Regions from separate parts of the Mus musculus genome. Here all the other regions are linked to region 3. The links are chromatin contacts, called in public ChIA-PET, HiChIP or PLAC-seq and promoter capture Hi-C maps. All regions are on one chromosome and are shown on one strand. The core of a region is the stretch at or near the end of the contact, and the rest is flanking DNA. Distances in the headings are between cores, read along the strand shown. Region 1 overlaps Il6st (interleukin 6 signal transducer). Region 2 has its middle 18 kb from the start of Gm33905. Region 3 holds the start of Cdc20b (cell division cycle 20B). Region 4 holds the start of Il6st (interleukin 6 signal transducer). Region 5 overlaps Ankrd55 (ankyrin repeat domain 55).

Region 1 (2,700 bases), core at 80-2,579, 530 kb after region 3:
TTACTACAGAGGTAACACAGGTACAAGCTTCCATGTGAAACTGCACGGGTGGTGGTGGTGGTGGTGGTGGTGGTGGTGGTGGTGGCAGGAAAGGAGAGAGAACTGTGCGCACGTGGAGTACAGCTAAGAGCAAAGGTGTAAGAAGCCATGCCTAATGCCTACTGCCGCGCCAGGCTAGCAAAGTGCATTTGCTTTAAAGTCTATCACACACAAGCATTAAGGCTACAGAGCTTCCAACCCCTCCAACATCCCTTTCTTTCTGGCACGTCACATTGTCCTGCTTACGTAGCAGCACTTGCAGTCTGCAGCAACCAGACTAAGCGAGCAATCACAGGACTAAGAATTCCTACCCAACCAGCCTGGTACATTTCCATCCCAACCCTCCCTCACCAGCATTGACAACTGGTTAAGTAAAAGGAAAACAACAACAACAACAACAACAACAACAACAAAACCAAAACTGACCAGTTTGTGGGAGCTTACAGGTGGCAAAAAGCCCTAAGAGTTAGACCGAGTAACATCTGGAGCCTGCCATCACCTTTTCCTCGTTAACTGAGTGAGCATATGCTAATCTGCATGTGACAGGAAAACAAACTTTTGTCTATGAACTACTTATACCGTTTGCCATTTGATGGCTGTGTTCTAACTCATCGAAAGGCACATTTGAAAAATGCAATCTTACCTGGGCAAAGTAACCTACCAGCAGTACCTATAGCCGAAAGCTAGCCCAAGAGGTTATTTTTAATAATTGACCTTTACTTTTTATTTACTTTTTTTTTTGCAGCTTATTGATTCTACTTATCTCATTAAAAACTTTACTAGACAGAAGTTGTGTTAAAAACTTGCTTTTAAAAGAAACTCAGGGACATGAAACAGAAGAATGAACGTAATAGGCTAAAGTCTACTGGCTTGTTCTACTTGGTTAATATATGTCTATAACAATGAGGCATCCTATGATTACTAGGTCTAAATTTATGCCATAATTTACTAATTATGTGAGTAGAAAAAAAGAGACAGCTTTAAAAATAGTATGTGATGTCTAATTAGCAGTCCTACTTTTAACAGCTTTGATAGTGTCCCATGAAGTGGAAACGTAAGTGTTCTTTGGAAAGTCAGCTGTGTTGGATGTTTTGCTAAAGCAGACACGAGAAGGAACGTTTCGCTGAAGTGGACACGGGTGAAAGGATGCTTTGCTAATGCATGTGAACGGGCAGGTGATGGGTTCTTTGTTCACTACATGCCTCAAGTGTTGTTGAACTCCATCTGTTGGGCCTCCATAGAGAGAAACACTAAAAACTTCTGATGTGGTTCTGGTGGCTTGCAGCTTCCGCAGACGCGGGCTGATTGGCAGAGTGATGTCAGCTGATACAGACTCACACACAAGACCCGAGGTGAGCCCAGGCCCGAGGACACTTGATATTTGGAGGGAGTATATACAGGACTCAACGGATGGTGATGGCCTTACATATCTTCGTTTCACTGAGAGGCACAGCTGAGAACTTCGAGTTCTTCCTGCTTGACTTGTGCTGAGGCCGAGGCCTGGCCATTCCTGCTAGTTATGCCACTGCTGCTGCTATCCTGACACTACTACCGACCTGGACTGCTGGTGTAGCCTTGACATGTTTGCGAGTGGATGGAGCTGCCACTGCTGACCTGTCAACTGAACAGCTGATTTTCTGACAGTGCACACAGGAGTTGCTCCAAAGAACCATTTTTTAAACAGGTCCACTTCCCCCACATCCTTTCTTTTCCACTACCTCTGGTGGGTGGTGGGCTACAAGGGAGGCTAAAGCATTTAAGAACCATTATTACAATTAGGGTTGAGGAAAAAAAAAATCAAAAACTACAGTCCAGTAAATCCTTCTACCTCTTTAACCCTTTAAGTTCACAATAAGAACTACAGTCTCACCAGACAGTGGTGGCACAGCAGGCAGGCGGATCCAGGACAGCCAAGGCAACACGGAAAAATCCTGTCTTAAAAAACCAAAATACCACAAACAGAAAAACAAAACAAAACAAACCCAAACAAGCAAAAACAAACAAACAAAACCCCCCCGAAACCGTCCATCCTGGCCGAGCTGATGACCACAGCAGAACTGTGCAGAGATGGAATGATCTGAAGGCGGGAGAACGAGGGGGGCAGGGGCTGCACTTTTCCTACTTCTGCTTCTCTGTGCCCCCGAGTAGTGACTCATGCTTTTCAAAGGACTGAGATTTTATGTTTGAGTGAGGAAAAGATGGGAACGCTAGGTTTTGTAACGGCGACTCAGCATTAAACCTTCCTTTTTCTTTGAGTCCTCGAGAGGCAACTGCATGGGAAGCAGTGGACTAGCCCTGGCCACAAGCCAGGCTGCTCTCTGGTGCGCCTTACACTACATTTTTACACACGAAAGAATACGAGCCCACGGGCAGAACTAGCTTTATTAGACGGTTTTACAGAAAGACGCCAGATTACTTTCTCTGCTACCTAAGGTACAAGGTACAGCATCCAGATTATTCTAAAACATGCTCGAGCGAAGTCTGTATTCAAGATGAACTTTAAGATGGGTTTTCTCTTAGAGCAAAGGGAGGTGCTCCATGGTACATCTTCTAAATGAACGTTCCTGCAGTGAGCACACCCCCTCCCTGCTGGCGGAGGCCCTGGCTCCCTGGGACACTTTCTGTCTGGGATTTAACGTGCCAACTTGCTTCCAGGAGGCT
Region 2 (2,700 bases), core at 157-2,656, 610 kb after region 3:
ATGACACATGCGTATACCCACCATCACAAACATGACACATGCATATACCCACCATCACAAACATGACACATGCATATACCCACCATCACAAACATGACACATGTGTATACCCACCATCACAAACATGACTCACTCATATACCCACCATCACAAACATGACACATGCATATACCCACCATCACAAACATGACACATGCATATACCCACCATCACAAACATGACACATGCGTATACCCACCATCACAAACATGACACATGCATATACCCACCATCACAAACATGACACATGCGTATACCCACCATCACAAACATGACACATGCATATACCCACCATCACAAACATGACACATGCGTATACCCACCAACACAAACATGACTCACTCATATACCCACCATCACAAACATGACACATGCATATACCCACCATCACAAACATGACACATGCGTATACCCACCAACACAAACATGACTCACTCATATACCCACCATCACAAACATGACACATGCATATACCCACCATCACAAACATGACACATGTGTATACCCACCATCACAAACATGACTCACTCATATACCCACCATCACAAACATGACACATGCATATACCCACCATCACAAACATGACACATGCATATACCCACCATCACAAACATGACACATGCGTATACCCACCATCACAAACATGACACATGCATATACCCACCATCACAAACATGACACATGCATATACCCACCAACACAAACATGACTCACTCATATACCCACCATCACAAACATGACACATGCATATACCCACCATCACAAACATGACACATGCGTATACCCACCAACACAAACATGACTCACTCATATACCCACCATCACAAACATGACACATGCATATACCCACCATCACAAACATGACACATGCATATACCCACCATCACAAACATGATATATAATGGTTCTCTCATCATCCCCAAAAGTCCTTTGTACTCAAAACCTGCTCCCTGCACTTTGAATGAAGGAACCTTGAAAAGAATCTGTTCTTTGTCACTGTAGTCTTGCATTTTCCAGAATGTCACAGGAAGTAGTATACAGACGGGTTCTAATTATTCCAGGCCTTAATAAAATGCAAATGGAGAACCACCTTTGTTGGCTTTGATTCCCATGAGTATCAAGACTTATTGTGTGACAATACCAGCTTATTCAAATATTACCTAACTAAAAGACAATTTAGATAGTCCCAGTTTGAGATGACTGTGAATGAAGCTACACCATAGCTCATAATATGAACACATTTTCCTTTCGCTTGGAGAAATACCTAGGAATGAGCTATCCAAGAAGTTTGGAGACACATTTCCAGGTCCGCAGAATCACAGTCTCTTGGATATGGCATCTTAGAATACACAGTCTTAAAGTATCCCCTAGTGTGCTTTCGTAATGGTAAAGAGTGTGCTTTTGTGTAATGGGACTCCTTGGAAATAGCAGGGAGGGTTACGCAACATAATGTACTAAATGGCACGAAATGGTATGCTTTCAAGCAGTTAATGGCTGCTTTATGCCATATTCATTTTCTCTCAACTTGAAAAAAAATTAAAAACAAACCACAAAACAACAACAAAAGAAAAACCCTAAAGAACGAATCCACAATACCTGCATGCGCTGCTGGGACCTGGAAGCCCTAATCTTAGAGGTTGTACCTGGGTCGGTTTCATCTTACAAAATGTCTGACTTGTTTCAGCCTTTGAGTCTTGGTCCAATTTTCACCTACGTTTTTTTTCCTACAAAAAAAACAAACAAAAAAAGGCTAACGATTTTCTGGTGGTTGGCAGGTAAACTGTAACTGGCCCTGGGTGACTGCTCCTGGGTGAGATGGCCCAGCATCTGATCTCCGTTCTAGCGAGAGCGCTGAGGGCTCCACAGCTCCTGGACTGAGAAGTGCATGTTGTTAGTAACACCTGTACACTCTTTCTAGATGTTTTGCATAATGCCACGTTTTTACAATGGAAGTCATCCAGGGTGCTCTAAAAAGTCTGGCTAAGTAAAAGTCTTGTTTTCTTTCCATAAAAGAGATATCTAATATAATTTTTTTAAAAAATCAAAATGACCTAGACTGGAACTATTTTAAATTATCAAAGTTTTCACACAACGACTAGTGTACCTTCAAAAAAAAAATGGGACTATCCTTTTCTTAACTAATTTTATTTGAAAATAGATGTTTTTCATTCAATATGTTCTGATCATGGATAGAGATGGACCTAAAATTAAAAATTGCTGGGGAAACAGGGAGGGGGTTTTCCCTCACATTTGCCTGTCAAGGAAATGCCTCTCGTACTTATTCATTAATATTAATAAATAAAGTGCAATTCATCATTAAATAAAGTGCCAAAGTCACAAGATTATTAAGAACAGCAGCCCTAGAGTTTGTTAAGAGACGCTTTTACAATCATTGGTGTGTGTGTGTGTGTGTGTATGTGTGTGTGTATGTATGTGTGTGAGTGTGTGTGTATGGGTGTGTGTGTGTGTATGTGTGTGTGTGTGAGTGTGTGTGAGTGTGTGTATATGGGTGTGTGTGAGTGTGTGTATGTGTGTGTGTGTATGTGTGTGTATGTGTGTGTGTATGTGTGTGTGAGTGTGTGTATATGGGTGTGTGTGTGTGTGTGTGTGTGTGTATGGGTGTTTTGCTGACACGTATGTATTTGTACTCTGTGCATACCT
Region 3 (2,700 bases), core at 192-2,691:
TAAAGATGTTAGCAAAGTAAAAATGAATTAACAAAAGTTCAATTGAATTAGGCAGTAAAGTATCTAGAAGATAAAATAATTTGGGCAGGAAACATAACTAAAGACACAATGTAAAGGCTTTTAAATGTTATTTCTCTATAGGTGACATTAGTCACTGCATTTTAAAAGGCCAGCTATATATTTGATTTCAAGCGTCACTGATTGAATATAGAAAAATGTATGTTATCTAGAAAAATATTCAAATGGTGAGATTTTAGCTAATAATCTAAATTTAAAAGCATGTGGGCTATTTGGTGTAAAGAGAAGTAAGTGGTGCTAGAGATGTGAGTCAGATGAGGATTTAACTTTTTCATCCATTAAAGAAAGTACAGGAGCTGGAGAGATGGCTCAGCGGCTGAAAAGAGCACTGGCTGCTCCTCCAGAGAACACAGATTAGATTCTCAACACCAACAGGGCGGCCCCCAAAAGCCTGAAACTCCAGTTCCAGGCGATCAGAAGCCCTCTTCTGAGCTCCGCGGACACCACGCACACACGTGATGCACAGATATAAGTGCAGGTAAATAAACACAAGGTAATAAAAATGAGTTTCAAAAGAACACTCTTTTAAAAAGAACTGCAAGCTTTGGGTTAGAGCTTTAAGGGGCAGAAATACTATATTGGATCCAGCTTTTAGTAGCTGTCTTGAAGACACCTCCTTATCCACCAGATGGCACTATTTCCACGTCTTTGCATGCTTCTGAGTGCAGCAGAGGGTAGTGCAGCTAGCAACTGTTGGGATAAAGTTCTAACAGCCAGCTAGCAATGCACTGCCTGCCTGACACACCCACACTTCATCCTCTGTGGAGCCGGACACTGGGAAGCGCCCGCTAAGCAGGTATAAGTAGCTACATCAGTTGTGAGAATCCATTTCTTAAGTCTTCAGATTCTGTAAAGGTTTTTAATTTGTATTAATTCTCCCATAATTCCTGCAAATGCCTTCTATAGCAAGAATTAATTTGCTCGAGATCAGAATGAAGACAGAAGGGCAAGCCCAGAAAACTCACCTTGGGGGAACCTTGATTTCGCTGCTGCTTCATGCCGTTGGCGAGCACCCGCATGATGTTCTCCTTTGGAAATAGATTAACATAAGAAGGGAGAAAACTCTAGGAAAATCGTCACGGAGAGTGGGGAATTGTTTTGAATCCTGGGTTTGCTGATTCACTCATTCTTTCTAAAGCAACCAGGTATCTCCAGAACTTAAATTTCACACCGTTCAAAATTTAAACTAGGCTGTAGAATTTCATGGCATCTTTTGGTCCTTACTGGGTATTACAAACCGTACCTTCTGCAAGAAGCCCCATGGGAGGGTTGGGTCAAGAAAGAAAAGGATGGTACGCACCCACAACATCTCTTCTTCCGTCCGGATCTTCCTCCGGGCGGTGCGTTGCAGTTTCCACTCCATCTCCGAGTGAGTGCGCTGTTCCTGGACGCCTTGCCTCTCCCCCTCAGGGGCTAAGCAGGACCACGACTTCCCAAACCGCTAGCCTCGTCCCCCTAAACCCATCAAACCTGCCCTCCTACCCCCGAGACCCTCGCTCCTCCCACAGCTCCTGGAGCGTATTCCCCAGGGTAACCTTTAAAAAGCCCGCGGGGCGGCAATCAAAGCGGGAACCTCCTTCCGTCGGTCCCGCCACAGGCCAGCGCCTCGATGACGTCAAGTCTGGGGTGTCGGGGTGCTCGCTCGGGTCCCGCCCTCCTACCCGCGCCCCCGCACTGGGCCTCCCGAGCGGCGCGCGCCGCAGCGCCAAGCTTTGCCGCGAGCAGTGGCGGGCCTGAGCCTCCTGCCCGAGCCCGCAGGAGGTGCGGAGTCGGCGGGTAGAGAAGCGGGGTTTTTGGAGTTCACTGTTGTTTTCAAAAGCAAAAACGTTTCGTCCTAACTGACTCTAATCCTTTTTTTCCGTTCCCCTCTCCTTTTCTTCAACCCCACCCTGATTATCAAATTTGGACGCGTGCAGTAATTCTCACCCTTCTGTTTACTGCTTAGTGATAATCGCTTGTGAAAATTCCTGAACGTAAACATGTCTCTCAATGAGCATGTTAACTCCTCTGTCTTCAAACTCAAACTCAAAAAAGGGGGGGGGGGTGTCTAGGCTGCCGAGAAATGCGTTGACATTTCCAATTAATAAATTATCCGCACTGTCCACTTGGGGAATTGGGGAACTGGCCAAGTTCTCTTGCTGGATCTTGGGAGCTACTTCATAAGCAGGAAGTTTGTGAGAGAGGGAAAGAGCCAAGGAAAGCCAGTGAGACAGCTGACCAGGCCTAGGACTGGATCGATCATGAAATTGCTCGAGGGTCTGGAGGGACCTGGAGACGACTGACAGACAGGGAGCCAGATGGGCTGCTCAGCCTTGCCTGCCCATCTGAGCTGCCAAGGCAAGCTGGGCCATATGGCAGGAGACTAAACTGTCTGAGCAACCTAGGAGGTCCAGCAGCCAGGTTCTCTGCTCCCAGGTCCCCATCCCAAAGTGACAGCAGATTGCATTTTAACTCTAATAAGTTGTTTTGTGCATGCTGGGGCTAGGAGATTCAAACTGCTCAATAACTTAAGCCCACTCTAGTACGTCTGAAAATTCAAGAAATACCGGCTTCGTAGCAACCCAGCTCCCAGTGTTCCAATGACAACGGTTGAAAATGTGTGCTGGTAACCCCACATGAGAT
Region 4 (2,700 bases), core at 78-2,577, 570 kb after region 3:
TCCTTAGCTGACCTTTCCCCCACTGTAATTTTTTCTCTCTCTTTCTCTTGTGAGTAGAAGCAAATGAACACACACACACCCCACCCCCAGAAACCTGTGGAAAACAGAATTTAACCGACTAGCAGATTAGTCCTACAAATGTAGCATTCCAGATCAGAGCTCAAAAATAATTCCCAATGATAAATATAAACACAAACTTGGAAAATTAAGACGATGACGATCATCCCCTGATAATGTGTCAGTAATTTCAAATTAAGAGTCGTTCCAACTGGAAGCTGGCAGTCAGTCAGTCACACACGGTCTAAAAGAGTTTGTTTACAACACTGACCAGACCAAAGATTTTTCAGAAGATTCGCGCTGACATTCCAGCACTCACTGACTACTTTTAAGCAGTACAGCTGCTGTAATGTCCAATAACTATACAAATTAAGCCAAAACGAGTTTCTTCTTAATGGAAAAATGACAAGAACAGAAGTGGACCAAGCCCTTTATATTATGTTTGCTTTGAGTTTCTGAATTTTGGTTGTTCATCCAAAAGAGAGCCCCCTGCCAGCTGGAGAAGGGGACACGTTTACGCTTAGGGGAGGAGGTGAAAATCTAAAGACCGATGATGGGCTTGCTCTCGGGATGTAAAGGCACGCGGGATTTATTAGGAAGGGTACGGACCGAAGGGAAAGTTAATATTTATAAACACTGGACTTTCATTAACGCCTAAATGTTAAGATGTCTGGGTGAAAAGTTCGCTCTGGATTAAGAAACATCAAGAGCAGGGAACGGTAGCATTTCACGGGACACAGAAGACCACACTTTCTAGGGCCATGTCCAGAGTAGGATCAGGGAGCACGGCACGGGAACTGGAAGAACGCAGGACGCGGTCACCCAGGACGCGCGATCCCGAGAGGACTTTGGGGCGGGGGCTTCGGAACTGTGCGTCAGGAACGCGGCTGGAGAAGGCGGGTGACAACATCAGGGAAGTCGGAGCCCGGAGCGGGGAGGGAAGGAATGCGGGGATTCCCAGGCCAGCCCGACCAGCTCCGGGCGTGCGCTCGGCGCCGGTCCAGCCCGGCCCCGCTGGGCCTCGGGTGCCAGGTGGCGGCCGCTCCAGGCAACCCGCACCCTCCCGCGCCGGGGCCCTGTTCTTCTCACCTTCCGGACGCGAGCCTCGCCGCTCCTGAGCGTCCCTCAGCCCCGCGGATCCCGGCCCACACCACCGGTCCCTCAGCGGAGCCGCAGCCCGGATGGCTCGAAGCTCTGGCCTCCCGACCGCACACGCCACCCTCCGTCCGCCGCTGACCCGGGCTCTCCTAGCTCCGCCCCCCACGGCCCCGCCCCCCGGAGCCAGAGACCGCGAGCTCATTGGCTCTGGTCAGTCTCGGAGCGCGCGGCCATTGGCTCCGGGTCGCCGGAGACGAAGGGGCGGGACTGCAGGCCTCTGCGATTCCCGTAACGCGGCTCCCGGCGTCCGGGATTCCGGAGGCTGAGCCTGGTCGCCTTTCCTAGACTAGATCGAAGGCTTCCCCGCCGCACTTGGGTGGGTGGCCGGAACGGAAAGTTCCATTTTCTCTAGGGTAATGGGTCGCGGACAGCAACCCAGGTGCCTCCCGCGACCCCTCTCCCCGGACCTCGGCTGTCTCCCTGGGCTGTCTTCCCCAGAGGGCCTGCGAGCCTCCGGCGACTGCTAGGAGGCCCTTGGGACTCTGGAGGCAAGGGAACTCCCTGGGGACAGGGCAGGACTTAGTGGCCCTGACTGTACTCGCCCATAGTGACCGCTTCGGACCCAGGCTTAAGTAAACGAACCTTGCTACTGTGCAATTTTTGTTGTTGTTAGTAAATGAGTTTGGGTGTCATTGATTGATCCGTGAACTGGTGACCTGCCAAGAAACTGTTATCTTTTTGCGGTTTGAGTCGCCTGATGTGTGATTAGAAATACCAAGGAAAAACCTATTTCATTGTAATCCACCACCCTTCCCTTGATTGGAAAACGACCTTAAGGCTGCAATGTGCGTGAGTGCACGTGTGTGATGTGTGTATGTGTGTAGTGTGTATACAAGCAAGTTGAGAAACTTAAAAGATAAGGGATGTGTAACTGTAAAGAAACACTCCAATTTGCATTGGTTATCTTTTACTGAGCACGGAGCCCGCCCTTGGAGTGCAATTGATATAATATATAATCAGTGTAACTCCACTGATGGAAATTGATTTTCTCATTCCCAACATCTACCTTTTGTTTTGCTCTAAAGGAGACAAATGACAGGAAGCTGGACGGATGGAGGGGTGTGTGGGAGAAGTTGAGGGAACAGCAAAAAAAAAAAAAAAATCTGGTAAAAATATACTGTATACAATTCCCAATAAAAAACTTTTAAAAGTGAAGAAATGACTCAAAAAAAAAAAAAAAGAGAGAAGGCTAGAGACTTTTGGAAGAAAGGCTAACATAATGATTTGCAGAGCAAACAAATACCCATTAATTAGTCATTGTAAAGTTCTTTGTTATATTGACAATTCAGATGAGATCAAATGGATCAAACTGCAGTCTTGCTCTCTGCCCCTCCCTCCCCCTTTTCTTGCCTCTGTTGCATCTCTATACCCCCAGCTCTGAATTATGACCCCTTAGCTGTTGGTCAGCTAGTTTGAAAAAACACTGCCAAGGGCCTGGCTAAAAGAGTCTCAAACACACTAGTGGTTGATGTGCTGAAGCTAAAG
Region 5 (2,700 bases), core at 112-2,611, 720 kb after region 3:
AGGGAAGCTAACCTCTTCTCCTCCTCCTCTCAATTTATTTTATTTTGAGCAATTAATCCATTCATCTAAATTGTCAAATTTACGTGTGTGAAGTTGTTTGCAGCATTTCTGTGGGGACTGTAGTGATGTCCTTGCATTCCCAAGAGCAGGAATTTGCATCTCCTTCAGTTAGTTTTTCTTGACAGTGACAGTGCTACAGGTTGTTCCTTGGTTTTTTTAGATTTTTTTTTCCCTATTGCTTTTGTTTTTGATTTCATCTTTTTTTGTTTTTTTGTTTTTTCAAGACAGGGTTTCTCTGTGTAGCCCTGGCTGTCCTGGAACTCACTTTGTAGACCAGGCTGGCCTCGAATTCAGAAATCCTCCTGCCTCTGCCTCCCGAGTGCTGAGATTAAAAGTGTGCACCACCACGCCCGGTTAATTTCATCTTTTCTTGTTTCCTCTCTCCCCCTCCGTGTGTTTTGAGATTATTTCGCTCTTCTCCCTCTAAGCTTCTGAAGCAAGAATTCATACAGATGACGGAGTGTTCCCTCTTGTGAAACCACATAGAGGTGTAGAGAGTCTCCTCCTATCAGTGATCAGTCTTGGCGTTTTGCCTATAGGATGCAGATTTTCAGAGGCTTCTCTTCTGTCCGTGTCTTTTGGTATTCTGTGTTGCCAGCTCCTTCAGCTCCAACCCTGGGATATACAAGGCAAAAGGCCATCCCAGAGAACTCACCATCATGCCTGTCCTTGGATCTAAGGACTTGGTCCTTCTCTTGGTTTCCAGAGTTATATTAGTCATCATATCCAGAGTTCTTAGTTGTATTTAGAAAGAATACAGGTGGAAATACAACCATGATGTGGTCTCAAGGGCCAAATTCTTACATTTCTCCAACATCCATTTCTGCTCTTCCTAGATACCTGTTATAACTACTGGTGATCAAAGAGAGGCCTCCGTCCCCAAAGTGCTTGCTGTGCAATCCTGAGGCCCTGAGTAGGTTTCCCAGAACACGCATACGAAAGTCAGACATAATGTTTTGTACTTGTAATATTGGTCCAGAGGGAATGGAGACAGGCAGATACTTGGGGCTCAGTCAGCTTAACTTACTGGGTGAGTTCAAAATTCCAGTGAAAAACCTTGTCTCAAAAAATAAAATGTATAATACCTTAGAAATGACACTTGAGGTTGACTTCTGGCTTTCACACACACACACACACACACACACACACACACGTAATTGGTCAGTCTTACAAAAATACTGGAAACAACCCACTTCATAATAATATATGAAATATAATAAGTGAATAATGTGTAAAAGGTGCTGAAGTTCTGTGTCCAGTGTCATGCTGAAAAATGCCAAAGGATTCTACAGAGCCACAGGCAAGATGCCTATAGTATCTTGTGGTCAGTCAAAAAGAATTTCACTAGTGTTGCTCATCTCAAAAGACCATCTCTGAAAGGATAAAGCATTCCATTCCAGGTTTAAAACAAAAACAAAAACACCTCACAAACAGCTCACCTTCACTGTCACAACACTCCAGGATGGACGGATCCTCCCGAATGACGGAGGTCAGAGAGTTGACATCTCCATTCGATGCTGCCTGATACACCATTGCCAGGTCGACTTCTTCAGATGAGTCACCTGCATGAACCAGACACTCTGTTAATATGTAGAGTACGTTCACTCAAAGAATACCACAAGACCAGATTGTCACCCACACAAGTGAGTCACTAAACCTCCCTCCCCAGTGAATCCAGGCAGAGGCTGAGTCAGCTTAGTCACATACTCCTTTCTGGAAAAGACACTTCTGAAGAAAAGTGGGCCACTCTAGGTCATTTGCAACGCCACCACGTGTTGGCAAGGAGCCTTGGGATTAGGCACTCTTTGCATGTCATGACTCTTTGGGCATGCTGGTTTCCCAAAATTAGAGAGACCAGCAAGGGAAGAAGGCCAGTGTCTTGGCTTCAATCTATTCTTCAAGACCCAAAGCATGCTACAGTCTTCTCTTTTGCTTGTTTCCTGTTTAGAGTCAAGTTCTCGTGTAGCCCAGGTTAGCCTTGAGTATTCTATATAGCCGAGGCTGATCTTGGATTGCTGATTCTCTTACATCCACCCCTTGCATTTGCAGATGTGGGCTGCTATGCCTGATTCTATGCAATTGTTGGGCATTGAAGGCATGTGCTTTCTAGGTAAGCCCTCTACCAACTGAACTACATCCATGGACGCATGACCTGTCTTCTTAGTACCTCAGTTCATCCATCTTTGGGAAAAGCATTATGCTCCTCCCTCTCTCTCCTCCAGAGATGTTCTGCACCTTCATCTGTGATGACTGTATCTCCAGATGCCTTTATCCTGCATGGGAGGATACATGGGAGGGAGGCACTGAAGACTGGGAAGGGAGAAGATGGGGCTCTCCCTCCCTTGCTTGGCATCCAGCAGTAGCTGCCTCCTTCCCACCAGGAGCTTTCCCTATGCAGAACTAGCTCTCATGTGGCCCCCCTCATAACCTGCCCACCACTGTTGTCCTGCAATTGAAAGGAGAGCCATACCTTTTCATTGGTGCTCATCTACTGCATTTATATTGGCTTCTCATGCCTCATTTTGCATACCCCCCCCCCAATTAAAACCTGTTCAGTTTCAAACACCTGGGTTTGTAAAGATGCTATTTCTAGAAGAACTAAGGTTGTACGAAACTGCTTTGAATGAGGGAGCCAACTGT

Evidence for each region. Promoter capture Hi-C pulls out the DNA fragments that hold promoters and counts their contacts. ChIA-PET counts read pairs in DNA pulled down with a chosen protein or histone mark. HiChIP or PLAC-seq counts read pairs in DNA pulled down with a chosen protein or histone mark.
Region 1: an H3K27ac HiChIP or PLAC-seq map of T-cell acute lymphoblastic leukemia shows a contact between it and region 3, with 4 times the contacts expected there. The contact joins the enhancer-like site here to the promoter of Cdc20b in region 3. A contact is called at or near these places in 9 of 39 promoter capture datasets (the 3T3-L1 cell line, 3T3-L1-derived adipocytes, the C10 cell line and 5 more), 1 of 15 datasets of contacts at CTCF or cohesin (the G1E-ER4 cell line), 3 of 484 Hi-C or Micro-C datasets (the HL-1 cell line, adipose-derived mesenchymal stem cells and embryonic stem cells), 1 of 115 datasets of contacts at active chromatin or transcription factors (T-cell acute lymphoblastic leukemia) and 1 of 9 other capture datasets (embryonic stem cells).
Region 2: a promoter capture Hi-C map of pre-B cells shows a contact between it and region 3, with 2.2 times the contacts expected there. The contact joins the enhancer-like site here to the promoter of Cdc20b in region 3. A contact is called at or near these places in 2 of 39 promoter capture datasets (the C10 cell line and pre-B cells) and 4 of 115 datasets of contacts at active chromatin or transcription factors (embryonic stem cells, memory CD8 T cells, regulatory T cell precursor and 1 more).
Region 4: a contact with region 3 is called in an RNA polymerase II ChIA-PET map of memory CD8 T cells, with 16 read pairs. The contact joins the promoter of Il6st here to the promoter of Cdc20b in region 3. A contact is called at or near these places in 8 of 39 promoter capture datasets (the 3T3-L1 cell line, 3T3-L1-derived adipocytes, the HPC-7 cell line and 4 more), 2 of 115 datasets of contacts at active chromatin or transcription factors (embryonic stem cells and memory CD8 T cells) and 1 of 9 other capture datasets (adipose tissue).
Region 5: a FOXA1 HiChIP or PLAC-seq map of pancreatic cancer cells shows a contact between it and region 3. The contact joins the enhancer-like site here to the promoter of Cdc20b in region 3. A contact is called at or near these places in 5 of 39 promoter capture datasets (the 3T3-L1 cell line, the C10 cell line, pre-B cells and 1 more), 6 of 484 Hi-C or Micro-C datasets (the BV-2 cell line, CD8 T cells, the N1E-115 cell line and 3 more), 4 of 115 datasets of contacts at active chromatin or transcription factors (T-cell acute lymphoblastic leukemia, kidney, pancreatic cancer cells and 1 more) and 1 of 9 other capture datasets (macrophages).

The regions. Positions count from the first base shown.
Region 1 is chr13:112,506,545-112,509,244 of GRCm38.p6, reverse strand. It overlaps Il6st (interleukin 6 signal transducer), which reads right to left. Exons shown (of 17, transcript NM_010560.3): 17 at 2,385-2,700. Among named protein-coding and RNA genes, the nearest start is that of Il6st, 44 kb to the right of the region's middle. Within about 2 kb of position 1,329, at least 31 of the 459 cell types and tissues checked have an H3K27ac peak or open chromatin away from gene starts, as enhancers often do. A contact at or near this core is called in T-cell acute lymphoblastic leukemia, where this site is marked.
Region 2 is chr13:112,428,782-112,431,481 of GRCm38.p6, reverse strand. No RefSeq gene overlaps it. Among named protein-coding and RNA genes, the nearest start is that of Gm33905, 18 kb to the right of the region's middle. Within about 2 kb of position 1,406, at least 1 of the 459 cell types and tissues checked has an H3K27ac peak or open chromatin away from gene starts, as enhancers often do.
Region 3 is chr13:113,034,120-113,036,819 of GRCm38.p6, reverse strand. It overlaps Cdc20b (cell division cycle 20B), which reads right to left and starts at 1,441. Exons shown (of 12, transcript NM_001281487.1): 1 at 1,379-1,441; 2 at 1,044-1,106. The coding sequence starts at 1,441. Mir449c (microRNA 449c) reads right to left here and starts at 837; the gene lies at 729-837.
Region 4 is chr13:112,462,697-112,465,396 of GRCm38.p6, reverse strand. Il6st (interleukin 6 signal transducer) reads right to left here and starts at 1,327. Exons shown (of 17, transcript NM_010560.3): 1 at 1,147-1,327.
Region 5 is chr13:112,317,347-112,320,046 of GRCm38.p6, reverse strand. It overlaps Ankrd55 (ankyrin repeat domain 55), which reads right to left. Exons shown (of 11, transcript NM_029898.3): 2 at 1,500-1,622. Among named protein-coding and RNA genes, the nearest start is that of Ankrd55, 30 kb to the right of the region's middle. Within about 2 kb of position 1,361, at least 58 of the 459 cell types and tissues checked have an H3K27ac peak or open chromatin away from gene starts, as enhancers often do. A contact at or near this core is called in pancreatic cancer cells, where this site is marked.